7 separate regions of the Mus musculus genome follow, and regions 1, 2, 3, 4, 5 and 7 are each linked to region 6. A link is a contact called in public Hi-C and promoter capture Hi-C data. All regions are on one chromosome and are shown on one strand. The core of a region is the stretch at or near the end of the contact, and the rest is flanking DNA. Distances in the headings are between cores, read along the strand shown. Region 1 has its middle 6.1 kb from the start of Gm41555. Region 2 holds the start of Ggnbp1 (gametogenetin binding protein 1). Region 3 holds the start of Bnip1 (BCL2/adenovirus E1B interacting protein 1). Region 4 holds the start of Kifc5b (kinesin family member C5B). Region 5 holds the start of Chtf18 (CTF18, chromosome transmission fidelity factor 18). Region 6 holds the start of Luc7l (Luc7-like). Region 7 holds the start of Uqcc2 (ubiquinol-cytochrome c reductase complex assembly factor 2).

Region 1 (3,308 bases), core at 340-2,839, 640 kb before region 6:
TAGCCCATTCCTGCCTCAGCCTCTGAGACTCCATGCTTAGGCTGAGGACAGGAATTCAGTCCCTCTTCAGGTTCCAGCCTCTGGGTAGCTTTTTGCTGCCATTATACTACTGTTCTGAGTTTTGGCCCAAGCCCCCACCACCTCACCTCTCTCACCCCTGACCCCTCCCCAGGCAACTCCAGAACTCCCACCATCTCCTTGTCTCGCCCTCCTTCCTATTAGCTCTTCATGATCACCCCTTCGTTGATTTGCGACTTTCAGTCCTCTCTCTGCAGGGTCCACACCCTCCTCACTTGCCCTGAGTGGTACCCACACGTTAAGCAGCTGCGTGTTCACAGCTGGTGTCCTTCCATGTAGTCTCCCTCTCACATCCAGTTAGAGGAGCTGGTCAGTATTCCACAGCGCCACCTAGTGGTAGCATGAACAAGGGGGGCCGTCGTGAAAGAGGAGACTGACAGCAGCCTTCAGGACAAAGTTCTAGCAGCAGAGTGGCCTGGAGCCTGTGGCCTCCCCACGTCCCTGGACTCAGGGAGATGCTAAGAACGACTCTCCACTTCTGCCAGGGGGAAACAGAACTACAGAAAATGTGAATGGACCTTAAACTCTCTTACAGCTTCAGGGATAGTGATCTGTGAGTGATGGGCTTCTCAGTGTATTTCCCTACGATTCCAACTTTTCCAGCTTTCCTGGATACTTTAAACACAGGTGCACAGGTGTTTATGCTTGTTAAATGCCAAGGCCAGCTACTCAAAATAGGAGTCACCTCCCTAACCTCCATCCCATCCTCCATAAATGACCAGTAACTATGACAACAGCAAGCCGTGTTTTGTAGACTTCGGGGGATTAATGAAACTACATTAAGGGGACAAAAGATAAAATTTATGCTTGTTCTCCAGGTGACAAATGGACCATATGGTGGTTTTAATGAGAAAGCTCTCATGGGTTTACATACTTGGTTCCCAGTTGGTGGAACTGTTTGGAAAGGCTTAGGAGGTGTGGCCTCGTTGGAGGAGGTGTGTCACTGAGGATGGGCTGGGAGGTTTCAAAAGCCCACGCTAGGCCTGGTTAGCTTTCTCTATTGCATGGTTGGCTCTCAGATGTAAGTTCTCAGCTCCAGCACCATACCTGCCTGCCTGCCACCATGCTTCCCGCTATGCTATGTATGGACTCAGCCTCTGAAACTGAGAGACCTCAATATGTTCTTTCTTCTATAAGTTGCCTTGGTCATGGTGTCTTATCACAGAAATAGGAAAGAAGCCCATATATGTGATGGTGGTCCCATAGGAATATAGTAGAAGAGGGCCCTTTGTGGCCATGCCTGTTGTGATACAGCCAGTGCAAGGCTGCACTTTGTAGCTGTGCTGGTGTAAACAAACCTGCACAACTGGCAGGATCACAAAGGACAGCCACTGTGATTGTGGTCTGCACACAGTGCTTGTGGTAAGTGGCTGCCACAGCTCCGTCTCTGCTGTCGGCTTCGAGTGCATAACACCATGCCGTGCTCTCAGCAGCCCAGCCATTTGGATTTACTGCACACTCCCTAGAGGCATCAAGGAGTCATTCGTGCTTAGTGCCTGACCTAGACAATCTAGGTTTGTGTAAGCGCATGTTTCCATGGTGATGAGACTGCCTAACTGCATGTCTCAGAACACATTCCCAACACAATGTGCTGCCAAATTGAGTTATACAACAGAAAGAGCTGGGTTGGGGGTGCAGCTCAGTAAAGACTGCTCCTCAATGTATGTGAGGCCCTGGCTGCCATCTCCAGCAGGAAACCAAAACCATCAGGGTTTCAGGTGCAGCCACATCAAGCACTCAAATCCCTCCTTCCCTACTTAGAAGCCCAGGCAGGCTTTCCCACAGAGTCCTTTGGGCCTGATCTAGGCACCTAATGTAACACAGCCAGATCTTCAGCCTAAGAGAATACAGCACAGACCCTGCCCACCAAGACCACGCAAGTATTTGGTGTGTCTCTCAAGAGAAACACAAAGGGCAAAAGCACAGAGTAACCAAACACCAGGGCAGGGCCTCCCATGAGCAGGGGTCATACCTCCCTTAAGACAGAATTCCTGATCCTTACTGTCTCTCCCCGCCAGAAAAAGCCAACAGTGGTGGGGAGCAAGAAGGTGGCTCTCCCTAGACACTGTCACCCTGTGATCTTCACGGGCACAGTGGCTTGAGTAGCCTCTGTTCCTTCATGTCTAGCCAGGGCAGCCAGACTCCCAGCGCTGGGTAGCAGGGACGCATAGGCTTGTAAAGCTGTTCCATTCTTCTGTGAACTTCAGCTCACTGTTGACAACTCATTTGATTCTGACATGGTGACACAATGGATGACCGTGGACAAGGAAGAGAAAGTAGAGAAGGCTTCATGCACGACACAGCCAGGAATTGTGTCTCCATAAGGCGGCCGGGAACCAGGACAAAGCCTCTCCTGTGCTGAGACAGTGTGAAGGAACCTCCCTCGGGAGGGAAAGATGTGGTGCCAAGCCAGACACTGAGGGCCACAGTGGCTGCATCCACAACATCAGGACCAGAATGCCTTGGCCAGGGCCTTGGAGGGATAGAACAGGAAATTGGGGCTTAACGGGTACAGAGGTTTCTTCTGAGGTGGTGAAAACACTTGGGAGACAGCTGGTGGCCATACTGTAAAAGTCACAGAGCAGGGAACTGAGGGCTCTAAAATGGCTAATTTTGTGCGATGTAGATTTTACCACAACGTTTTTTAAAGTTTAAAAAAGAAAACTCTGCTTGCCAAATAAAACATCTGTGGGCTGAATTGCACCCGGTTTTCAATCCCTAACAAGCAATCCCCAAGACCCCTTTTTAATGCTCATATCCCGAATCTCCGGGGTGGGGGGGCACCACTCCAACCAGGCAGTGACCAGCCAGCTACCTCCCCAGCAAACAGAAAAGGGCTTCTTTCTGTCTCCCAAACTGGGATGCTTTGGAGCCAGAAAATAAAAGTCTGTTGGAAATGGAACTCGGCCAAGCTTTTCCTTTCTCTTTCTCTTTTTCTTTTCTCTCTCTTTTTTTCCAAGTGCCCTTTGCCACAATGAAGGGCAAAGAGCTACCCCTGAGTGACAGCGATTGGACTTTGTTGATACAGCCCAAGTTCAATTTTTGTGAGGTTCATAATTAAGCTGTCATCCCCCGCTCCGGCGCAATTAGGGCCAACAGCGCGGATGAATGGCCCTGTTATCACGGGAAATTATAAATAGAGGTTCTGCATAGCGTCAGGGCCGAGCTTCTCTAGGCAGAACCAGCAAGCCCGGAGTGTGTCCACCCTCCCTGGCCGACAGACTGACAGC
Region 2 (3,667 bases), core at 956-3,455, 780 kb before region 6:
CACTCAATGAGACATCACTTTCAAACATGGCTGCTTCCTTCTACAAACTCACTTTACCTTCACTGTTTGGGAGTAAAGGCCTGTGCTGAGGATATGTCTGTATTGCACTCAGAGGGAGTAAAGGTATGTACTAAGGTGTTGTCTGTATCCCAGCCAGAGGGATTAAAGATGTGTGCTACAACTGAGTCACACCACAACCAGAACCAGGTTTTTTTAAAGCTCAGTAAATAAAACAATCTTGGGGTTCATGGTGTGATCAAATATCCTGCAGCACAGCACCTTGAAGAAGCTGGGCTAGGCTTGAACTCAGTTCTCTTGGGCCCCTTTAAGTGCTGGGATTAGAATGAGTCGCAGCACGGTGCCTACTGTGTACCAGGCCCTACTGTGTGCTCAGCCTTCATCTAGCCCTTGATACCTCACTGATCTTTAGATGCCTCAGAGGCCCTTGTTGCCCATGTCCATTTTATGGGTGAGGAGAGTAGGCAGAGATACCCAGCAATGCTCCTCTGTCACATGACACGGCGTGGAGCAAGTGGGGTTCCAACCTCAGATTCTGCCTCATGCCCTGCTGGGCTCCTGCCCCACCCCCACCCCCAGAAGTCTTAGAGGAGAGGCATCCATTTCTGCTCCCCTCCCCTCTGCCCCTCCCACCTGCATCCTTACCAAACTCAATTGGGCAGTGTTCATCCTCTTCCTCCTTGATGAAGGCCCCAGGGGTGAGCGCCAGTGGTCCCGGAACCCACTGTAAGCATCCTTGTTCTGTCTCCAGGGCCTGGCCAAAATGCTCCCTAAACCCAAAGCCACAGTCAGGTGGGGTCAGGGGACACCCACAAATGTGGCCTGACTCTACCTTGAGTCTCTCCACGGACCTGCTCTGTTCCCTGGGATAGCTAACAGAGGGGTTTCCCTACCACCTCTGGGGGACATAGGATGTGGGGAGCTAGGCACCTTCCAGACAGGGAACTGCTGCTAAGACCAGTGGGAGAGAAAGCCAGGCAGGAAAGTAGGGGTACAGGCTGGAGCAGAGCCTACTTCAGCGTACTTCTGTCCAGACTCTAGTGCACCCTTCCTAGCCTCTAGGATATTTTCTTTGGTTGTTCTTTGTTTTTTCAAGACAAGATACCCCTCGGTGTGGCCCTAGCTGTAGACCAGGCTGGCCTCAAATGCAGAGATCTGCCTGCCTCTGCCTCCTGAGTGCTGGGATGAAAGATGTGTGCCACCAATGTGTTTTGTTGTGCTGGGGACTAAACCCAGGCCTGGACCGTGCTAGGCAGGCGGTACTCCACTCTGAAGCCACACCTCAGTTCCCAGCCACTCCTCACACAGCCCTGTTTGCTGACCCTCCCTCCCTTGGGACCCTTAACTGTCCCTCATGGCTTTCACTATTCAGGACCCCTTACCCCAGCCCATTACAGCTGTGGGCTTCTAGTCATGGCCCTCATGCCTGCATCCTCCTTCTGTTCTAGCTAGATCAGGCTACCCCACCAGCCCTAGCACCAGCAGCACCAGCCCCTCACCTGTCTGAGGCCCCGGAGACCTCCCCTACTGGCTCCTCCTCCTCTCCTTTCTTCTCAGGTAGCTGCTCCAGAACCTCCCAGGTTCCTCTGAGAGGAACTGATGTTACCTCAACACCCTGGGCCCTTAGCTTCGGGACATCCTTGGAGGTGAGGGTCTGGGACCCTGAGTCCCCAGTGCCCAGCTCAAAGGCATCATGCCTCGGGTTGGAGGGAGCTGCAGAGAGAACCCTGGGCGGGGGCTCCCTCTTCCCATTAGAGGAAGCTGCAGAGTGGACCTTGGCCCGGGGCTCCTTCCTCCCACGACCTCCCTGGTGGCCCATCATTGGGGAGACAACATCTTGCTCCCATGAGGAGCTGGGCTGGCTCCTGGTCAGGGGCTTGTTAGTGCTCTTAGAACCGCCCTTACTCCCCACCAGGTTTCGGAGAAAGCGCAGCATGGAGGAGCAGCCTAAGATCCGTGACCGAGGGGTCCGCGCCGGGGCTGCCATCCTGAGTGGGACCCCGACTCAGGGAGAAGCCATGGCAGCCAGCCCAGGACCAACTGCTAGCAGAAACCTCCAGTTGGAAACTTCCAGAAGTTCTAGAAGGCAAAGAGGAGGTGGGGGTGGGGGGAGGCTATAACTGGAGGCTGGTGGGGGGGGGTCTACTGGAAGGAAAGCGGGTAGAGGGGTAGAGGGAGCTAGCCAGGGTCCAGCTCAGCAGGTCTCAGAGGAAGGCTGGAGATTGAGGGATGGTGAGACATAACACAACAGCACCCACAGGCTGTGGAAGCCTGGCTGAAGGCAGATAGGGCGGCCGGGGGGGGGGGGGAGGAGGGTGCACACGCTGAGAACAGGACATCATATGCTCCTGTCTATCCATAAACTCCTGTTTACTCTGGGTTTGAGATCAGTCCCTGCAGCTGCCAGGCTGCAGGGATCTAGGACAGCACAAATTCTGAGCTGCCCCTCCTCCTCCTCTTCTTCCTCCCCTTCCCCCTCCTCCTCCTCTCTTTTAGGGTGTTAGTAGCACAGGCTGGCCTCTATTTCATGATCCTCCTGCTTCAGCCTCTTGAACGCTGGGACTGCAGGTCAGCTCATCCTGGTTTTTGTTGTTGTCTGTGGTTTGCTTTTCACTAGAGGGAGAAGATGGAAGAGGAGGCCCGGGAATCAGAGACAGGAAAGGCAGAAAACAGAACGCTTTTCCCCTTGGCTGGGACAGGGCAGGCAGGGGAGGCTGTAGCTGCTTCCAAGCCCGGCCGAGGACCTTCCCCTAAGCAGCAGCCTCCCTGAGCGCCTGCATCCGGCGGCCACCGAGAACTTCCTCTAGAGGGAGCTGGTCATTGCCGGGAGCTGGGACCTCCTCTATGGTCACAAAGTCGCGAGGTTTCCTGGGCCAAGAGGCAACCCGAGGCGGCATCCAGCACCATGAATCCACTGATACCAGTTCCTGCCAGTCAGGCCTGAAACCTTGGCCCCTGGAAGCAGCCAGCAAGCCCTTCGGGGTCTTCGTCTTTGCACGGCTGAGCCATCCCACATCTGGAGCAGAGTCATTCAGGTACACGGGCAGCCAGTGCCAAATCCCACCGTCCTAATCCTGGGCAATTCTGGCCCAGGGTGGGGCAGAAACCTCCATCGGCAACCCGGTGAGGAGGGAGGCCTTGATGTGGCTTCCCTGGGAGGTTCTGAAAGGGAAGCTGCAGGCATGGTTCACACAGGGCCTCTGGCTATACATCAGAAGCGCCCCTTCCTGCCCGGTTCTGGTGGCCCTGGACTTTTATGTGGAAGGAGGGGAGGGTCAAGGTCATGAACAGAGACAGAAATTATACGGTTGATACTCCCTGCTGTACCAGGACACGGACAGTCCTCCCCCAGAATGATTCTAGGTACAGCCTAGTGGTCGGTTGTGAGGAACATGCATCCTGGGCCCAGCCAGTGGACATAATGGGAAGTCAAGGCGACTTGGATGGGGGCCAGGTGGGCCAGGGCAGCACTGGCTGTGGAGGGCTTTTCTGAGACTCTTCCTGCTCTCTAACAGTAAGCCTCCAGGGTGGTGTTATTATTACTATTATTATTTTGAGAGAGAGAGATGTGGATGAAGTCAGCGTCCCCTGGCCCTGCTGGCCTGGGATTACAAGGTACCAGGAAGAGCACCCTATCCCGGAAGGAGCC
Region 3 (3,543 bases), core at 619-3,118, 530 kb before region 6:
AGGCTTAAACAGCTTCCATGTTCAACAGAAATAGACATCTAAAAAATACTGTAAGTTCAGATCCTTCCAACTAAATCCCTAGTGACCTGTAACAAAGTTAATTTAGTCTGATTTTTACAAACCATCTGTCGCAAGTCAAAAACGTTTAAAGATGAACTGAGAATTTGCTTCTGGAAAGAAAGTCAGAATTATGAGAGCCAAATTTTAGAGCAGGTTCTAGACTTAAGCTACATATATTCAAATCCTGCGTATAGCAATTTATTAGTGCAGTCTTGGAAAACTTCAGTTCTCTGTGCCTCCATTTCTTCACCTTACCTACGTCAAGATGGTATTTCTCTGTGTAGAACACTTAGCAGAATAGCTGGAACACTGAAAGAATACAATGTATGGGGCTATGCTTACTCACTAGTAACCATAAGAACCCAAAACACATATGTCACCAGAGGCCTACCTAACAGGAAACTATGATAATATGAAGTATTATGATGCTATTACATAATTTTATATTATGATATAATATGAAAACCCAACTTTTCAAATTTTGGATATAAGGGTTTTTTTGTTTTGTTTTTTTGAAGACTCTATGTAGTACAGGCTGGCCTCAAATGCATGATGGTCCTGCTTATGCCTCCCAAGTGCTAGAGCCACTACCCTAGCAACTCTGTGTTATGTATGTATATGTATTTACATGTGCATTCTGAGGACTGAAACTAGAGCCTTGCACATGGCTAAACTTTAACTCTACTCTGAGCTAAATTTACCCCCAGCCTCTGGTAATCTCACTTGTATAAATCTTGTTTATTTTTCTAGAATTGGCCCATTTTTTTTGTTTGCACATCTCAGGAGTAAAGTTTGCGGCGTTTCTTTACCTGTTCTCTAGCTTACTCACAAAATCAACACTTCCTCACAGCACAGGATAAACTGCTAATGTGGCAGAGTGTACATCTGGCTTACCAGAGAGCACTACTCTCCATGCTCCTTTTTATAGGGGCTAGTAAAGCCAAGCTTACCCCAACAGCTAGGCACAGCCCATTTATGCAGCACTGGGGATGGCGAACCCAGTGCTGGGCAAAGTCCTCACCAGCGGAGTCACACCCCTACCCTTTCCTTATTTGCTGTCACAGCTTGTATTCTGAGCCGGTTGGGTTCTTTTTGCCAAACTCTGGAGCCATTTCTACATTCCCTGTTCTTGCTTGTGTTCCTGCACTACTGTCTCCTACTTAAGACCTGCTTCCAGATAAGCGCCTCATTTTCCAGTCTGTTTCCGGGTAGGGAAGCTCTAAAATGATTTTCCTAGGCTGGCTTTCCCCATCCAGGTCCTAATACTGGCACTGCCTGCCTTCTGACCCAGGATCTTGCACAATATTTGAATTCTTTGTTCAAAAAATTACAACCACGTCCCAGGTTAACTTAGTTAGCTTCGGGCAGGGACTGTCGGGCCAGGTGGCTTTGGGTGCCTCAGGGTCCCTAACTTAGGGAAGTGGGCGTGGGAGGCGAGCAGGGCGAGGGGTGGGGCGGGGCTACAGCCGAGAATGCGGGTGGGCGGGCTAGCCCAGCACGGCTGCAGTCCAAGGAAAGGGAGCGGCGTGTTAGGGTAACTCAGGGGTGGGCAAACCAACAGTTCACAAAAGAAAAGCCTGAAGGTCAGTGATCTCGGGGAACCGACCGAATGGTGCCTTAGGAGCCATCCTGGAACCGGACCAGGCGCGAATATTCTGGAAGATGTCAAGGCGGCCATCGAGAGCCGGACAGGAGCCTAAGAATTTGTACCTGGATAAGCGCCTTCACCTCTAGGTCGAATTTGACAATCTCTTGGTTACAGATCCGGACGTGGACATCCTGGGGAGCCGCCATGTTGGAAATGCGGCTACGGCGAGCGGCAGCAGCCAAGCTTGAACGCGTTCACGTGGCTCCTGCCCGCCTTTCCGTACTTCTTCAAATGTGATGCTGCGGGAGACCCCGTGTGGATCAAACCAGGTCAAGAGTCCAGACCTGAAACTTTTCTTGTCACGTAGAACACGCACAGCTTCTCTGGTCTGCTCCTACTAAACGGAAAAGTGGAATGTGATTATGAAGAACCATTAGAGTTGGGGTGGGGGGGAGGGGAAAATACAACTCAGGTGATGATAGGCTGGCATGCCACATGGCCTTCAGGTTTGTTCCCAGTACTAGAGATACAACAACAACCCGCTATTCTAGTGACCTTTTGGATGGAAAAAAAAAAAGGATCAATTCGGATGTCACCAAAGTTACATTTTTTTTCTTTAAAATTTAAAGCAAAATGTATACAGTAGGTATGCATTATGGAGGAAGACACAAAACTTGTAAAGGTGCAGACTTAAATACAGGTCACTGGGGCACCTCCATTAGTACAACCATGATCCTGCATTGTTGTCCTTACACATTTCTATGGCTCTGGTCCTGCCCTTTGTGTAGAATTGGATTCCAAGTATCTCATAGGAGTAGTTCTGACTGTGTGGTGTGATAGAAACAATGTCAGTGCAAACCTCAAAGAAGGGTAGTGTTTTTTAAAATTATTATTTCTTAAGCCCTCAACACCACTGGACACTTTTCCCCCACCCTCCGGGATTCTCCAGGCTCTGTCGTCTTGGATATGGGTTCCCTCTTTTTAAAATGTTTTTCTCAAACTGCACACACAGCCCCCAGTCTCCACGCCTACCTGTCCCAAAGCACCCTGTACCACCCACTTCCTAAAAGGTGCTCAGTAGCTGGCTGCAAGTATCAAAGGCCTGGATTCCAGGCTTGTAATCAGTTTCCTCAGTAGCATCACTCCTAAGTTAGGTCACCTAGAGGATGGAATGAGGTGTTGATAATGTAGCATTGAACTCAGTGCTCACTAGTTGCTATACATGTACTGTTAAGAAACACTCTGGGAGTTACTTCCCTACGTGCGGCCATTTTCTATGAAATGCTTCTGCCCAGCAGCTGCACTTGATTTGTTAGGCTATAGAAGTGGAAGGAAGAGGGGGTGGAGGACGATGACAGAACACACGGGACAGGTGAAAGGCCCTAAGTATTTTCTTTGCTTTTCTGAGGCAGGGTCTCACAGAGCCCAAGCTGGTTCCCAGCTACCTATGTAGCCAAGGATGACCTAGAACTGCTGGAATTACAGGCACTGATTAACACCGCAGCTACTAGACATGCATTTTAGCTCCACACAAGCTTTCCTATATCCTTTTTATCTGGGTGTGGTAGCATATGACTTTATCCCAGCACTCAAGGGGTAGAGGCAGGGAGATCCCCATGAGTTCCAAGCCAGCCAGGACTGTGGTGTGAAGCCTGTTTCGTCATACTGGTTATATCAGTTTACACTGCATGAGCAAAACTGTGGAAATGCCTATTTCCTTATAGCCCTACCAGCTTGGTGTGCTGACACTGGTGTTATCATTTTGTCTCTTTTTCAAAAAAACTCCTTTCTTTTGCATCTCTCATAATGAATGAGACTGAGATTAGTATTCACATGAGCTGCAGAATTTGTAGACTCTGACTTTGCTGATGGTGCTTTTTTGCCTTAAAGAGGAT
Region 4 (3,487 bases), core at 148-2,647, 660 kb before region 6:
TTTTTTTTTTTTTTTTTTTTTTTTGGAGACAATGTATCAATGGCCTGAATCTCCAAGCTCTGGTCTGAGCCTCCTCACAGGTGACCTCAGGTGCACAACGGACCTCAGGATGGTTTGTTGCTTTTGGTTCAGGGGATTATAGACCCAGGTGTGTTTCTTGGATGCTCCCTAGCACTGCACCACAGACCTCTTCCTTCCAGTTTTAACTCGTACCTTAATGTTGCTCCTCCTAGCTTTCTTCTTCCCCTTCCATCTGCTTGAACCTTTACAGTCCTTCACTCCCTCCCAATAGAGATACAAATTGTATTATGTCTGTCTCCCCAGGGACTGTCAGCTCACTGGTAGCTAGGACTCCTGTCTCCTACATAAGTACAGCTGTGCAGGGCCAGAAGATGCTTGGCAAATACTGCAGGAACAAATCTGAGAAAAACTATTTTACTTTTTAACTGTCACCTGTCACAGTGCAGTGCTCTCCCTTTTGGCTGTGAGTATACCAGAAAGTCTCTTCAAGCTGAACACCGACTGTGAGTCAGTCTAGACTGAAATGCTGGTAAACAAAGAATGCAGGCCGGTCTTTCCTGACACCAGAGAGATCAGTCCATTAATTACCACACACATACGCCTCAGATGCTTGTGGTGGAGAAGGGCACCCCCATAAACTAGTCAGCAGTCCAAATGAGCAAAAGGAAGAGGCAGGCGAGGGAATAAGGATCCTCTGGGCCGATGCCCCCATTTCTCCTCTCCCCTTCCTCTATCTCGATCCAGCAGCAACACAACAGGATATCAGCAAGAAATGTACTTTGCGGACAAGCGACAAGGCTTCTCTCAGAACCCTCGCTTCTCCCACAAGGCGATCTGCAAGAACTGAGAAGCACAAACATGTCGAATCCGCTTGAGAATTCGAAATGGGAAATGCTGGAGGGGGATAAGGGACACGGGATGGTAGCGCCTGCACGACTGGAATGGCGGACCAACGTCGCAGCGACTGTCCTGGGACCTCGCCGTGTGTGTGTGTGTGTGTGTGTGTGTGTGTGTGTGTGTGTGTGTGCCCTCACTGACTCGGCCGCTGGTGTCCTGGGCGCGAGGCGGTGCGACCCTCCCCTGCAGGACGGCTTGCCCCGACCTGTCCCCGGGACTCGGGTCTCCGGGCGGCCGGCCTGCGTCCTCCGCTATTGGCGCCAGGCCGTCACCGCCGCACTCACCTGCGCCTGCACGTCCATGGTGGTCCGCACAGGAAGGGATGCAAAGGCAGCAGGCAGGGTGACGAGACCCGCGTCCTCTCAAGGGCTCGCGCCGCAAAACGTCGGAGCCAGGCCAATTCGCCAGGCCAATCGGCCAAGCCAATCCGCCACACCAGTCACTTTTGAATTTCAACCTCCGCGCAGTCAACGCACTTCAATCCGCAGAGGCCAATCCGCGCCGGCGCTGCGGTCGCGAGCCAATCACGGCGCCCTCCGCCTCCGGGGCCACGCCCCCTGAGTCGCGACTCTTCTAGTCCGCCGGAGCAAGAGAACTAGACCCCTTGGATCCTACTTCCGGATCCGCTCTTCCTTATTTCTCCCTCTCCCCCTCCGGAGCGCGGAGCTAGGCCTCTGGTTGCGTCAGAAGTGCGCGTGTGTGGAGGAGTGGCGTGGGGGAGGCAATACGCATGTGCAAAGGTGCCTGAGCGGTGTCGGGGCGGAGCGAGCGCCACCTAGCGGCTGCTGCTGAACCTGCACACCTCCTCGACAAACCTGTAGACTGGAGACTGTTAAACCGAGGTTGCTCTTGGTCCGCTTTCTCAGGTCCGAAAAGTGGGAGCTGGTTGATGGCGCTGACCTGTCCTCAAAAAAGAAAAAAAGTAAAAGAAAAATTGGAGCCCATATCTGGAGATGTAATAAAGTCATAAGTCTAGAGCAGGTCCGGGAGGATAGCAAACTGGTTATCCCTGAAACTCATATAATGTGGAAGGTGAGAACTAATTCGCCACAAAGTTTTCTGTGCCCCTCCTGCCTCCAATAATATATATTATACATAAACAATATGTATTATATACATAAACATATCTTTACACATATACATAATATATACTCAATAATACCTATTATATATAAGCATATATAATATATATAAATAACATAAATTATATATTTATTTTGTTTTTTCGAGATTGGGTTTCTCTGTGTAGCCCTGATTGTCTTGGAATTCTATTTGTAGAACAGGCTGGCCTTGAACTTAGAGATGCCAGGGCTACCCTGTGCCACCATGCCCAGGTCAATAAACAATCTTTTAGATTAAAAAATCAAAACAAAACTATAAGCCAGGCTTGGTGGCACACACCTTTAATCCCAGTTCCCAGTACTCAGAATGCAGAGGCAGACAGATCTCTTGAGTTCAAGGCCAACCGGGTCTACAAAGTAAATTCCAGGGCAGCCAGGGCTTTGTAGAGAATCCCTGTCTTAAATAAAGAAATACACACATGCATACCTGCATACATACATACATACATACATACATACATACATACATACACACATACATACATAACTGGGTAAATAAACAGTATGTTTCTTGACACCAAGTTGTAAATCTACAGCCCTCTTACTTGAGATGTTTCCAAGTCTACAAATGTTAATGAGGGAACACTAAAAAATTTCTGGTTATAATTTTACAAACTGGTTATAATTTTAAACTAGACAGTATTTCCCTAGTGACTTTCTAGAAAAAAAGCAAAAGTTTTATTGTGTGATAGAATATGAGTTTGTCTTCTACTGAAACCTGTTTTGGGAGTTTATCTTTCTTGGCATGAAGCTTGACAGCAAGGTAAACCAACCTGTGAGATTTTACACATGGGATGGACTGACCTGGCCCCTGCAGCCTTGGGATAGGAGCTGGCTCAGGAAGGACTCTGATGCAGCCAGAGCTCCAAGGCTATCAGCTCTGAGAAGGACACATCTGGACAGCAAAGGGAAAACAAATATCTTCCTTATGTATCAATTAGAATAACAGAGGTTTACCCCCAGCCAGCCCAGGATCCTCACAGTATGTGATCTCAGTGGCTTCTTTGGGGGCTAGGTCAGTCTTCAGCTGTCAGGCAGAGCAGCTGGAGACTGCAGCAGCCACACCCAGAAGGTCTGAGAGATTTTTCTGCAGAGAAAGAACTTGGGAGAACGGACTCACCTTGGTGAAACAGTCAACCCAACAACTTGGGCAGGCCCTGCCAGCAGGCAGTTCTTTGCCCAGTGGTCAGTAGTACCACACTTGAAGCGAGCTCCAGGGGAGTGAGTTGCTGCAAATCTTCTTTGGAGACAGCCTCCTGCTGCTATCAGGAGCTGGTATTTGTGGTCAGGGGAACCGTAAATGCAATAGTCAGCAGAGCTCTGAGGGGTTTGAGAGGCAATATGTAATCCTTCTATTAGGTAGACCTGATTTTAAACAAATACTTGTTTTAGTTATTTGCTTTAGGCTTAACCTTGCCAATAGTCAGGGTTTGTATATGCTTGGCCCA
Region 5 (3,451 bases), core at 90-2,589, 530 kb after region 6:
TAGATAGGCACATAAGCCTGGCACGGAGCTTCAGTTGAGAGGCCTGCTGGAGTAGGCTGTGAGCCTTGGGTCTCCACACAGCATCCCAGGAACTGGCCAGGACTTACCAGTGCCAGGTAGGCTTTGGTGACTCGCCGTTCCTTGAAGCATTTATAAGCACTGCCCGCAGCTGCCTTATTCAGGGCTACGCACAGTGCCCCACTGGTGGAGAAGTCCAGCTGGTGGCAGAACCTGGGAACGGGCAGAAGAGCAGCAGTGGCTGGACCCTGTGGTGCTCTGGTTAGCACCTTTGTGGCAGAGTCCAGTGTCCCAGCATCCTTTGGAAGGATGCTGCAGTGGGGCTCTCCATGTTGGCTGTGTACCTGAACCCATAGCAGGTGTCAGGGTCAGCCAGCTCTGGGAAGTGGTGTCGGAGCTGCTTCTGTAGGGTCAGGGTCTCCCGCCAGGTCTTGCTATCAATGCGCAGGTCCCAGTGCTTGTTCACCACCAGGAAGTCGCTGCTCTGGTACACGATGGACAGATTTTCCATGCTGCCAGGCTCCATGGTGGGGCTGCACGCAGGTGGGAGTGAGCCTGGGGTAGGAGGGTGCCTGACCTGGTCTTCAAGTACTGTACACACTTACTGGGGCCAGAACCTGCTGGAACCCTTTATGTCTTCCACAAGGGCCCATGCCAGGGGTGTCAGCTCCGGAATGGGAGTCTGGCCAAGGTCAGGTGATTCTGACTTGCCATGGACTCAGGGTTAGGGAGCTCTCCCTGACTTGAAGTGGAATAAACAGCCTGGTTGTCCAGCTCACGCCTACACACTTCACGCTAGGTTATTGCCCAGGACCACCCAGGACTTCAAGCGCTCCCTAACTTGCCTCCCACCAGCCTGTGACCACAGGCAGACCCTTTAGGACTTACCTGCAACAGGGCCAAGGGACCAGGATGTCAATTCTCAGCTCTGCATCCAACCTCGCTTCCCTATACTAGGAACCAGGTCTTGGCCTGGCTGGCGCGCAGCTCCGCCTTTTCACCCTGCCCATTCCACTTTCCTAATGGATGGTCGTACTGGCCAATGGCATTCCGGGCCTGGAGCTCCGCCCACTGAAGAATGGTAAGGCCCTACCCGAATAGTCTGCGCACGCGCTTTTTTAGTCCCACCTATTTCCCCGCCTCCCCCACGGATTACTTACTGTACAGGCCAATAGAAAGCGTTCTTGATCCTCCACTCCAACCATTGAACTATTATTCCTCTCCTCCCGCCCTCTGGGAGTAAGACCCGCCCTTCCCCGCTGGCCAATGGCGGGCGCCTCTGGGAACGTCGGCTGTTGATTGGCGGTATTGGAGGCTCTCGGGGCGGGGTAGCGCGCGGTGGCGGCGGCGCGGGAAGTTCTGAGGGACTCTGAGCTGTGGGAGTTGTGGTCTGGCTCCATGGAAGACTACGAGGAAGATCTGTATGGTGTGGAGGATGATTTCCAAAACCAGTTCGCAGCTGAGCTCGAAGTGCTGGCTGAGCTGGAAGGTGGGCGCGGGTCCTGGGTCGTGGCTGCATCCTGCTGCAGCATGGAGAGCTGTGTGGATGGGATTGGTAACGGCTGGGAGTTCGCTTCTTAATGTGTGTTGCTGCTATCAACCTCTGTCTCAGCAGGAACACGGGACCAGGCTCCTCCTGGGACCCTCCAAACTCCAGCGAGCCGCCCTCCGCTAACCTTCGAAGAGGCCATCGCTGGTGGGGACACTGTCCCGCGTCCCTGCCCTGCAGGGTCGCCAGGAAATGTCAACCGCAATACTAGAAAGAATGTTCGTAGGGACCAGCCCGCGCCCTCCAGTATGTCCGATTGGGGACTGAGCACTTAAAGTCGGGGAATTCTGAGGATCAGTTTTCTATTCTTTCACCTCTTTCTGCCTCTGTCTCTGCAGGCCCCATGGTCAAACGACCCAGGTTGGACGTGGTGAAGAAGCTGAACTTTGAGCCAGATATGGAGGAGCTCTTATATCCAGATTCCCCTCCTGGGGACATTACCCCTCCACCGAGTCCAGAGGTCTTCCCTGAGATGTTGGATGCTGGGTGTGTTGCTTAAGGGCATGTAATTCTGACTTGGAAAGCTGCCTGTCCCTGCATGAGGCTCTGGAAGTGGATGTCTATGGGACGGCAAGAGGAGTGAGTGTGGGTCAAGCACCCCATTTGAGAGTGACAGGGAGCTGCTTGTCTCTCCTAGGTATTCAGATGCTAATGCTGACAAAGACCTCATGCAGACATTGCCAAGTCCCCGAAATCGCAATCCTGTCCTGAGACGGCCTCCTATCTTAGAAGATTATATCAATGTGACATCCACAAGTGGAGAACGGGCCTTTTTGGTGCTTCGGGCTGACCTCATAGGCCCTGGGGTGCAGGTGTGTGGCCATAGCATGGGGTTTGCCATGGTATTGGTTCTTTTATGTTGCCAATAGGCTCTCAGCAGGTTCTGAGGCCAGTTTCACCTATCTGAATTGCTAGAAACAGGCACGCCAGGTAGTCCAGTGTTGGAAACAGCAGTGCTACTTTTGAGGCTACGTGGCCTTAGAGTGCCGCCTTGTACCCCATATATTAGCTTTCTGTTTTTCTTTTCCTCTTCACCTTAAAGCTGACTTCCCTTGGACCAGGCCCATCTGAGGGCCATATCCATCCCCTCTCTAATTAGGAAAGGTCATTTCTGTCCCTCTGTCAGCCTTTTTTGGGGGGTGGGGAGAGAAGGGCACTGTGGATGCCTCCATGACCTGGGAGGGTTATAGAGATGATAAATCTGTCTTGCCCAGAACCCTCTTCTAGATGTCCACTGGCGAGGCTGTGGCCAACTGGACCTGCTGGGTGTCCCCTTCGCCTCCCTGAAGGAGCAAGTTGATAGCAAGGTAGGTTTAGTGGAGTGGGGAGTTTATGTGTTGAGTCTAGTGCTGGCTGGACTTGTCCTGACCTCAGCCTATCCTGTTTTTATAGAGACGGCAACAACTGCTGGAGGATGCCCAACAGCTTTCAGACACTCTACACAGGTGACTCACACATGTCCCACCCCAGGAACCCTTTTCAGTTTGGACATATCTGGTGGGCATGGTCACTGTGTTCCCTCTGTGGTGAATCAGGACTTGCTTCTCTTCAGCCTCAGGTCTGAAGGAGAGGAGGCTGTGCTTGAAGGGCCCCCTGCGGAGGAGCCAGCCCCTGGCCAGAACACCGCTCAGCACTGCCTCTGGGTGGATGAGTTTGCACCTCAGCATTACACGGAACTGCTCAGTGACGATGTGAGCTCCCATTCTCACTCACGGGTGACTGGCTTGCTGTATCAGCAAGGGGAAGAGTCAAGGGTCCAGTTGATGTTTGTGTTGGTGGGCCATTGGTTGCTAAGGATGATGTTGGGACTCTGAGTCAGCACAAAACCTTTTTACTGCTAGTTGACTGTGACCTGCTGTGGGCTTTGTTAGAGGTCTGGATGTC
Region 6 (3,472 bases), core at 209-2,708:
TCAGCTGCAGAATTTTATGCCCGCTGTTGAAAAGTTTTAAAGGAAAAGTTTTCTTGCCCACACCTGCAGTAAGGAAGTCGGGGAATGATACATAAAAGTAAAGGCAAAGTGGTATGTGACAAATTCTAAGGCTATCTGTGTACAGGACACAGTGCTGTGTAATAGTCAGGGAGAATATACTTCAGGATTGGCAAGCATCCAGGATTAATGTCGTGTCTTTTTACTGAAAATGTTTTCTTTCTAAACTACACTTTTAAAGTTACTTGTGGGAAAAAAGCAAACACTTTTTTGTTATAACAGCTTAGAAATTGGTTGTGACTCACGGCTCGATGAACATGAGGCTTTTCTGCAACTCCCTTGCAGATTGATGTAGGCAGGCAAAGATACACTGAACCTTTATAAATAAAATAGAGGGGCCACAATTGTTCAGTTTGTATGAAATAAAAATATGGGAAGCAATTCAAAAGCAACTCAACATACAAAGAAAGCTAAAAGCACGTATTGACCTATGAAATGGTGCAAAGAATCTGCACAGCCCTGTGAAATGTGCCAGTGTGAAATTACAACTTTATTACTTTAGTAAAAATGAAAACACAAACCACAGCAGGGATCTAGCTTTGCTAGGATGCAACTGCTTTTTCCTGAGACACCACCATGATCTTGCACGCCTCCTTACTGAACCAACTACCTAATGAATGCCGAGAGGTGACTAAACCGAGGCTAATCTGTGAGGCAGGGGAATGAAGGGAGGGAAGACTAGAAAAGTACGCGGAGGGAACCCACGTTAGAAATGCTCATTTGCGGCTCCCCGTGTAACCGTATGGAGCAAGAACGCCCGGGTTTTCGAAACCCGTCCAGCTCCTTCGGGGATCGCCTCTCCTCCGAAGAGTATCAGAGAAATTCCGCCACCCGGCAGCCAGCACCCCGGAGCCCGCGCTGGTTCCAGCCCTTCGCCGACGCTCCAGTTTGCCCGGCGGCGCCGAGCCGCCGTGCCGACCAAGAGGAACTCGCATGACGGAAAACGAGAAGGGGACAGAGCCCCACCGTCGGATCGGACTCTCAGGAAGGAGGCAGCCCGGACCAGTAGAACGCGGCGGCTGCGAGAGACTCGCAGGCCAAGCAGATCAGACAAAGGCCCCGAGCCTGGGGTCAGCAAGCAGGGGAGAAAAATGGCGCCCCGCGCAGACGCACGCTGTCACGGCCCTCACCTCAGGCTTCCAGGCGGCCTCGCCTTGCTCCCACCCCGCCCAGAGCCTGGGCCACCGCTCAGACTCACCGTCCCGAGCCGTGCCCATGAGCTGGTCCAACAGGGCCCGCATCTGCGCCTGGGCGGACATGGTGGCCAGTGGGGACGGCCGAGAAGCTCCGCACAACTCGACCAGAGAAGCCGCAAACAGCGACGAGGAAAGACGCTCCTATCAGCCTGAAGCCCGCACGGCGCTTTCCGGCCGCGGGGAATGCTGGGAGGAAGTTCTTTGGCGTTGATGCAAGGCCTGTCGGGAAGTGTACAGGAGTCGCTGAGTGGAACGGTCGCAAATCGTTCTAAAGACTAGATCAACTAAGCTTGATTTTGGCCGGTCGTGGTATGCCTGTAATCCCCAGGATCAGGCTTGAGTAGTTCAAGGCCAGCGTCCTGGGTGTCAGGCTACCCTGTGGAAGCGTGGTCTTTGTGAGACTAAGATCCTACCTCCTGTTTTTTTTTTTTAAAAAAAAAAAAAAAAAGGGCTGGAGAGACGGCTCAGCGGTTAAAGGCACAAACTGCTCTTCCAGAGGTCCTGAGTTCAGTTCCCACCACCATCTGTAATGGGGTCTGATAACCACTTCAGCTGTGTCTGAAGATAGCTACAGTGTACTCATATAAATAAAATAAATAGATCTTTATTTTAAAAAAAGACTAGATTAAAAACTCCACCACTAATTTTTATCCTGGTTCCTGAAACATCAAATTCTCTGCTCTAATGAGACTTTAGTCAAACAAATAAATTAAACTTGAGGCAAAGGCCTTTAATCCCAGCGCTGGGGAAGGCAGAGGCAGGCACATCTCTGAGTTAGAGACTAGCCTGATGGTACAGAGCAAGCTGCAGGATTGCCAGAGTTACACAGGGAAAAGCTGTCTCAAAAAACAAAACAAGGGGGCTGGCGAGATGGCTCAGTGGTTAAGAGCGCCTACTGCTCTTCCAAAGGTCCAGATTAACGAAATCTGATGCCCTCTTCTGGAGTGTCTGAAGACAGCTACAGGGTACTTACATATAATAATAAATCTTTAAAAAAAAAAAAACCTAATGATAAGTGAATTTCTAGGTTATATCTCAGTTCTTTTTGTTTGTGTAATATAGTCTCATGTTGTCCATGCTGACCTTGAACTTATTATGAAACCAAAGATGACTTGCATTCCTGACCCTCCCACTTTCCCTTCCTTACCAAGTGCTGCAATTACAAAAATGTGCAAATGTGCTTGCCTCCATTTCTTCTGTTGGAGACAGAGTCATACACACACACACACAGAGGCCAGGTTGGACTTGAACTTGCTATCCCTCTGCTGCTCAGCCTCCAGACCATTGAGATTATCAGCACATGCCATTACACTTGGTCCATTTCTTCATTTACTCTCTATAAAACTATATTGCTTATTTCAGTGAAAGTTGAAATGCTAAGTCATATTAATTACATGCTTATTTATTTATTTATTTTGTTACTCCCCCCCCACCCGCGCTCGACTTCTTCCTCTTGCTCCAGCCCCTAGGTTCTTTATTATTTGTTTTCATTGTGGATGATTGTGAGCCACCATGTGGTTGCTGGGATTTAAACTCATGACCTCCAGAAGATCAGTCAGTGCTCTTAACTGCTGAGCCATCTCACCAGCGCAATTATGTGCTTTCTAAAATGGATAGGTGTTAATGTATAATTTTTTACCCACAGCACATGAATTTAGGAGAATGTACCAAAATCCACGACTTGGACCTTTGAGCAGATTATGAAATTCCAAGTAAAGAAAGAGACCTGTTTTTTGAATTAGATGTAAAAAATATTTTGGATGTTGATTTATCAGTGCTGCAAAGTACTAATTGCTATTGAGAGTAATGTTACATTTGTAAGTTATAAAGCAAAATAATTAAATATGCACTCTTTTACATATATATGAAACTGGGGCTGGAATGATGGGTCAGAGGTTAAGAGCACTAACGTCTCTTCTGTGGGTCAGCACTGCTGAGTTCAAATTCCAGCAACCACATGGTGGCTCACAATCATTCGTTATGAGATCTGACGCCCTCTTCTGGTGTGTCTGAAGACAGCTACAGTGTACTTACATATAACAATAAATAAATCTTTAGAAAAAAAGAAAAAAACAACTTTAAAAAATAAAACTGGGCAGGGGTGATTCGTGTCTGGAAGCTGGGGAAGTAGGTGTTGGATCTATAAAGTTCAGGCTAAGGGATTTCTTTTGCTACTAGGAGGAAAAGACCACTCTAAA
Region 7 (3,854 bases), core at 657-3,156, 880 kb before region 6:
AGAACAGATTAATAAAGTCAAAATGAAATGGAAGAAAAGAAAGGATGGTTCTCTATACTGCCTAGCCACACATCCCGTGCTAGTGTGTGATCTCTGATGTTCTCCTGGCAAAATTACCAGAGAGCTCTCTTCTCATTTTCCCCACCCCACGGTGGGGAAAGAAGCAGAGCTTGGCTGTGTCAGGCAGCACTGTGGAATACAGAGAAAGAAATATTACCCAGCTGTAGAGGGAAATGGGGGAGGAAGATCAGGGGTGGCTCAGTAGCAATAGGAGGCAGGTCTTGGGCGGAGGTGGGAAGGAGGCGGAGGGAGGGGTTTAATCTGAGCAGATCAGTGGGTGGTTTAAACAGGGAACACTCTCCACAGTTCCCGAGGTAAGGAAAGGGAACCTTGGCTGGAGTGCCATGCCAAGGTGAGGCGCTTGGTAGGCATGCCCCTAGAAAATTTCCCTGATCACCCCATTATGTTCCAAGCCCCAACACAGCCTCACCTTAGCTGTGTTAGCCATGAAGCTGGGTGGCTTTCCTGAGGTTCATTTACTCCCTACTTCCAGGCATTGAGGGCCCCGGGTGGGCTGGAAGCCACAAGGGCCCACCCAGGTATGGCTTTAAAGAGCACTCGCCTGGCCACAGCCAACTTGGGAGTCAGGGGTGGCGAGACCCCTTGCCCTGTCTTGGGCTGTAGGGGGAGTAACTTGATGGCAGCAAATGGTTCTCCCTTCCACCTGAGGTACAAGTGTGGTAAGAGGTTGAGAAAGGTGCCAGGGTGCCAGGGAAAGTTCGTGCCCACTGCCTCCTTCTGTGGTCTCCCTTCCTCTACCGGCTACACTGCAAGGGCTGGCCAGACAGACAGTCCCGTGAGCTGCCCCACCCCCACCCCAGGAATTGCTCCCTAGGTTGTGAATGTTGAGAGACATTAGGGTCTGACAGACCTAGTTTGGAATGTGGCTTTGTTCATTCATTCATTCATTGAGCACTAATTTACAGAGTGAGTTCCAGGACACCTGGGGCTGCACAGAGAAACCTTCTTTCTCAAAAGAAAAATCACACACACACACACACACACACACACACACATATGATACCCATGTGATATATATATTATGTTAAATTTTGCCATAATAAAAACACTCATTCTTAGAGCTAGAGAAATTAGTTATTAAGAGCATTTATTGCTCTTACAGAGAATCAGGTTCGGTCCCCAGAACTGACACATGTACATGGTGCAGGTAAACACTCATACATATTAGAATAAAGAAAACACACTATAAAAAAATTGTTTTAAAGATTTCCAGGCTGCAACAATGTTTTTGGTTCTTCATAAGAAACCGCTCCATGTGGTGAGCAATGTGACCGGGAGGCTGGAGATGTAGCTAAAGAACTCTATCAGAGGTCCATGTGGTAGAGATAAGTACAGGGTGATGAGTGTGAGTGGGGCAGCTGTGTGTGTGTGTGTGTGTGTGTGTGTGTGTGTGTGTGTGTGTGTGTGTGTGTGTACACGACGGACGGTGTGTGTGTGTGTGTGTGTGTATGTGTACACGACGGACGTTAAGATCAAACACATATCCATCCAATAACAACCTGTATTTACATGCAAATGTTTCGTTTATGCAAAACAGCAGAGGTCTCGGGGGAAGCTTTTTCAGTCTCGAGCTTGTGAAGTCATTGAAAACGAAGAGCAAAGCTTTCCCCAGGGTACACCGCGTTAGCTTTGCCCCTGGGAGCTGGGCGAGTACCAGAACCAAGAAGCTGAAGAGCTCAGACCTCGCTCTCAAAGGTGAGCAGCGCCGCTGCCTGGAGGGGTGTGGGCCGTTGGTAGAACTGCGCATGTCCACGGGGAAGGCCAGTGCGCCTTAGTGCGCACGCGCCCTCTGCGGTCTTGACTACTCCCCCCCAGGGGCGGGGCAAGCGGGGCCCAAGATGGCCGCTCTCCGCTACCGGCGTTTCCTTAAGCTCTGTGAGGAATGGCCAGTGGACGAGACCAAACGGGGCCGGGACTTGGGCGCTTACCTGCGGCAGCGGGTAGCGCAGGCCTTCCGGGAGGGAGAGAACACCCAGGTGACCGGAGGGGAGGAGGGTGGGCACGTCGAAGCGATGGGCGGCAAGGGTGGGGGATCTGCGCATGCGTCGGCCGCTGCCAGGCTGCACGTGCGCGAGGTACCCATCTTGCAGTTAGCTGCGGAGTGCGACGCCTTCTGCGCAGTTTCCTTCCTTGTCTGCACAGTGTAGTAGTCAGTGAAGCGGCCCTGAGGTCCAGATGCCACTAAAGAGTCAAATTGTAAGGCGGGGTTGTTTCTTCCTTACCATCGTTAATGTGTCTGCGAGCCCAGCCTATCCCCAGACACCTCCAGCTAAGCCTCACTGCCTTCCGTCACTGTGAAACTGAGTCTCCCACACAGGTCCCTTGTGTGAGTAGTAGACCTTCTCGCCCCACTCAGGTTTAGGTTACCTTACCAAGCACGGCCATGTGCATGCATAGAACTAGGTTAGTTTCCAGGGAAATCGCAGTGAATTAGATGAGGTCTTTCTCCTTTTGCCTTTGGATTCTTATTCAGGACACGAGGAACAAATAGACTCATAAGACAGTTCCAATGAGTACTCTGATCGTGGTAAATGTAACATTAGTCGGGTTCCTGAGGCTTGCCTGAGGAAGTTACACATAGGTCGGTCTCGAGGCAGGGAGACAGTGAACACTGACTGCACTTCGGGAAGGGTGGCCAGGCACTTCAGAGGAAACCAAACTGACATATTACAGAAAAGAAAGCAAGCCTACGGGTAGTGAGTGGCATGTCTACAGCTAAGATTTGAAGCTGAAGGAAGGCAGGAGCCAGGCACAATACAGATTTTTTTTTTTTTTTTTTTACCAACAGATATGTCTCTGTACCCTGTTAATGCAGTGCCCACTGGGGCCAGAGGAGGGCATTGGATCCCCTGGAACTGAAGTTAGAAGTGGTTGTGAGCCACCATGTGGGTACTAGGAATCAAACCTAGGTTCTTTTTAACTGCCCAGCCACCTGCACTAGGGGTCAGATCTTACCAGGAAGCAAGGGAGAAGCCACCGGGGACATTTAGTCAGGGGACTGACGTGCCCTGATTTTCAAAGGTTCCTCTGGTGCTCTGGCATTGGGGAACAAGGAGCTGCAGAGAGCCTGCCGTGGTAGCACCGGAAGAGAGAGATGCCGGTGGTGGTTTGGATAATGGTAGTGGCACAGGAGACAGAAGTAACAGAAAGCAGACCATAATGTGCGGGTCACATCAGCAGCGCGGGTGTCCTGGATGTGGGGTGAAGGAGAGGAACCAAGGACAGCTCCCAGATTTCCCCTTTTCTTTTTTTGGCTTGAGCAGCTGGTTGCTGAAACGGGAAAGACTTAGATGGAGCAGGTGGGGTGTGGGAAGTGCATCGCACATTTGACGTTGGAGGCTTTAAACTCCCAAGTGGAATGTCAAGTAGGCAGGAGGTTATTTGAGCACAGGGCTTAGGTAAGAGGTCAGAGGTGAGGAGTGTGATGCCCAGCACAGGTAGGTGGCCAGATGGATGACCCGTGAGATGGACCACGACCTGCCAAAGCAGGAACCAGCTAAACCAGCCTGCCTCAGGAGTGAGACGCTCCATCAGTGGCCACCTCATGCCTGCACTGCTGATTGTCACATGGATGGCAGGTCAGGCCCAGGGTCCCCACGTTGCGCTGGAGGTCTTCACTGACCCATACCTTACGGATCACAAGGCAAACCCTGTGGGCTTTCTAGGGCTGTGCTCCCTAATTTCCAGTATGAGCTTCCTGCGAACAGAGATGAAGCCCCCACTCTGACTCTCACACCCTGTCTAATGTGGTTCTTGGTACACAAGAGCGTCTC

What was found. Promoter capture Hi-C pulls out the DNA fragments that hold promoters and counts their contacts. Hi-C and Micro-C count contacts between places; a contact is called where the count stands out from the background.
Region 1: a contact with region 6 is called in a promoter capture Hi-C map of hippocampal neurons, with 3 times the contacts expected there. The contact joins the enhancer-like site here to the promoter of Luc7l in region 6. A contact is called at or near these places in 10 of 39 promoter capture datasets (the 3T3-L1 cell line, 3T3-L1-derived adipocytes, the HPC-7 cell line and 6 more) and 6 of 115 datasets of contacts at active chromatin or transcription factors (astrocytes, embryonic limb bud, embryonic stem cells and 3 more).
Region 2: a promoter capture Hi-C map of liver shows a contact between it and region 6, with 3 times the contacts expected there. The contact joins the promoter of Ggnbp1 here to the promoter of Luc7l in region 6. A contact is called at or near these places in 6 of 39 promoter capture datasets (the HPC-7 cell line, hippocampal neurons, liver and 3 more), 1 of 484 Hi-C or Micro-C datasets (muscle stem cells), 1 of 115 datasets of contacts at active chromatin or transcription factors (pancreatic cancer cells) and 1 of 9 other capture datasets (liver).
Region 3: a promoter capture Hi-C map of liver shows a contact between it and region 6, with 4 times the contacts expected there. The contact joins the promoter of Bnip1 here to the promoter of Luc7l in region 6. A contact is called at or near these places in 6 of 39 promoter capture datasets (the 3T3-L1 cell line, the HPC-7 cell line, cranial neural crest and 2 more), 5 of 115 datasets of contacts at active chromatin or transcription factors (astrocytes, bone marrow-derived macrophages, embryonic stem cells and 2 more) and 3 of 9 other capture datasets (adipose tissue, liver and macrophages).
Region 4: a contact with region 6 is called in a promoter capture Hi-C map of hippocampal neurons, with 5 times the contacts expected there. The contact joins the promoter of Kifc5b here to the promoter of Luc7l in region 6. A contact is called at or near these places in 5 of 39 promoter capture datasets (embryonic stem cells, hippocampal neurons, liver and 1 more), 2 of 484 Hi-C or Micro-C datasets (CD8 T cells and embryonic stem cells), 3 of 115 datasets of contacts at active chromatin or transcription factors (astrocytes, bone marrow-derived macrophages and pancreatic cancer cells) and 2 of 9 other capture datasets (liver and macrophages).
Region 5: a Hi-C map of CD4 T cells shows a contact between it and region 6, with 6 times the contacts expected there. The contact joins the promoter of Chtf18 here to the promoter of Luc7l in region 6. A contact is called at or near these places in 1 of 484 Hi-C or Micro-C datasets (CD4 T cells) and 2 of 115 datasets of contacts at active chromatin or transcription factors (craniofacial prominence and pancreatic cancer cells).
Region 7: a contact with region 6 is called in a promoter capture Hi-C map of pre-B cells, with 2.9 times the contacts expected there. The contact joins the promoter of Uqcc2 here to the promoter of Luc7l in region 6. A contact is called at or near these places in 4 of 39 promoter capture datasets (the C10 cell line, liver and pre-B cells), 1 of 484 Hi-C or Micro-C datasets (B cells), 2 of 115 datasets of contacts at active chromatin or transcription factors (pancreatic cancer cells and pro-B cells) and 1 of 9 other capture datasets (liver).

The regions. Positions count from the first base shown.
Region 1 is chr17:26,892,847-26,896,154 of GRCm38.p6, reverse strand. No RefSeq gene overlaps it. Among named protein-coding and RNA genes, the nearest start is that of Gm41555, 6.1 kb to the left of the region's middle. Within about 2 kb of position 1,589, at least 47 of the 459 cell types and tissues checked have an H3K27ac peak or open chromatin away from gene starts, as enhancers often do. A contact at or near this core is called in hippocampal neurons, where this site is marked.
Region 2 is chr17:27,027,797-27,031,463 of GRCm38.p6, reverse strand. It overlaps Ggnbp1 (gametogenetin binding protein 1), which reads right to left and starts at 2,205. Exons shown (of 6, transcript NM_027544.2): 1 at 1,518-2,205; 2 at 664-788. The coding sequence starts at 2,005. Bak1 (BCL2-antagonist/killer 1) reads left to right here and starts at 2,837. Exons shown (of 6, transcript NM_007523.3): 1 at 2,837-3,053.
Region 3 is chr17:26,779,404-26,782,946 of GRCm38.p6, reverse strand. Bnip1 (BCL2/adenovirus E1B interacting protein 1) reads right to left here and starts at 1,868. Exons shown (of 6, transcript NM_172149.5): 1 at 1,771-1,868. The coding sequence starts at 1,854.
Region 4 is chr17:26,915,001-26,918,487 of GRCm38.p6, reverse strand. Kifc5b (kinesin family member C5B) reads right to left here and starts at 1,397. Exons shown (of 11, transcript NM_053173.2): 1 at 1,203-1,397. The coding sequence starts at 1,220.
Region 5 is chr17:25,725,303-25,728,753 of GRCm38.p6, reverse strand. Chtf18 (CTF18, chromosome transmission fidelity factor 18) reads left to right here and starts at 1,339. Exons shown (of 22, transcript NM_145409.2): 1 at 1,339-1,507; 2 at 1,634-1,813; 3 at 1,906-2,053; 4 at 2,205-2,379; 5 at 2,782-2,874; 6 at 2,960-3,012; 7 at 3,120-3,258. The coding sequence starts at 1,417. It overlaps Rpusd1 (RNA pseudouridylate synthase domain containing 1), which reads right to left and starts at 1,037. Exons shown (of 6, transcript NM_028009.4): 1 at 907-1,037; 2 at 363-551; 3 at 108-231. The coding sequence starts at 544.
Region 6 is chr17:26,250,896-26,254,367 of GRCm38.p6, reverse strand. It overlaps Luc7l (Luc7-like), which reads right to left and starts at 1,458. Exons shown (of 10, transcript NM_028190.3): 1 at 1,277-1,458. The coding sequence starts at 1,337.
Region 7 is chr17:27,131,943-27,135,796 of GRCm38.p6, reverse strand. Uqcc2 (ubiquinol-cytochrome c reductase complex assembly factor 2) reads left to right here and starts at 1,906. Exons shown (of 4, transcript NM_026063.2): 1 at 1,906-2,057. The coding sequence starts at 1,920.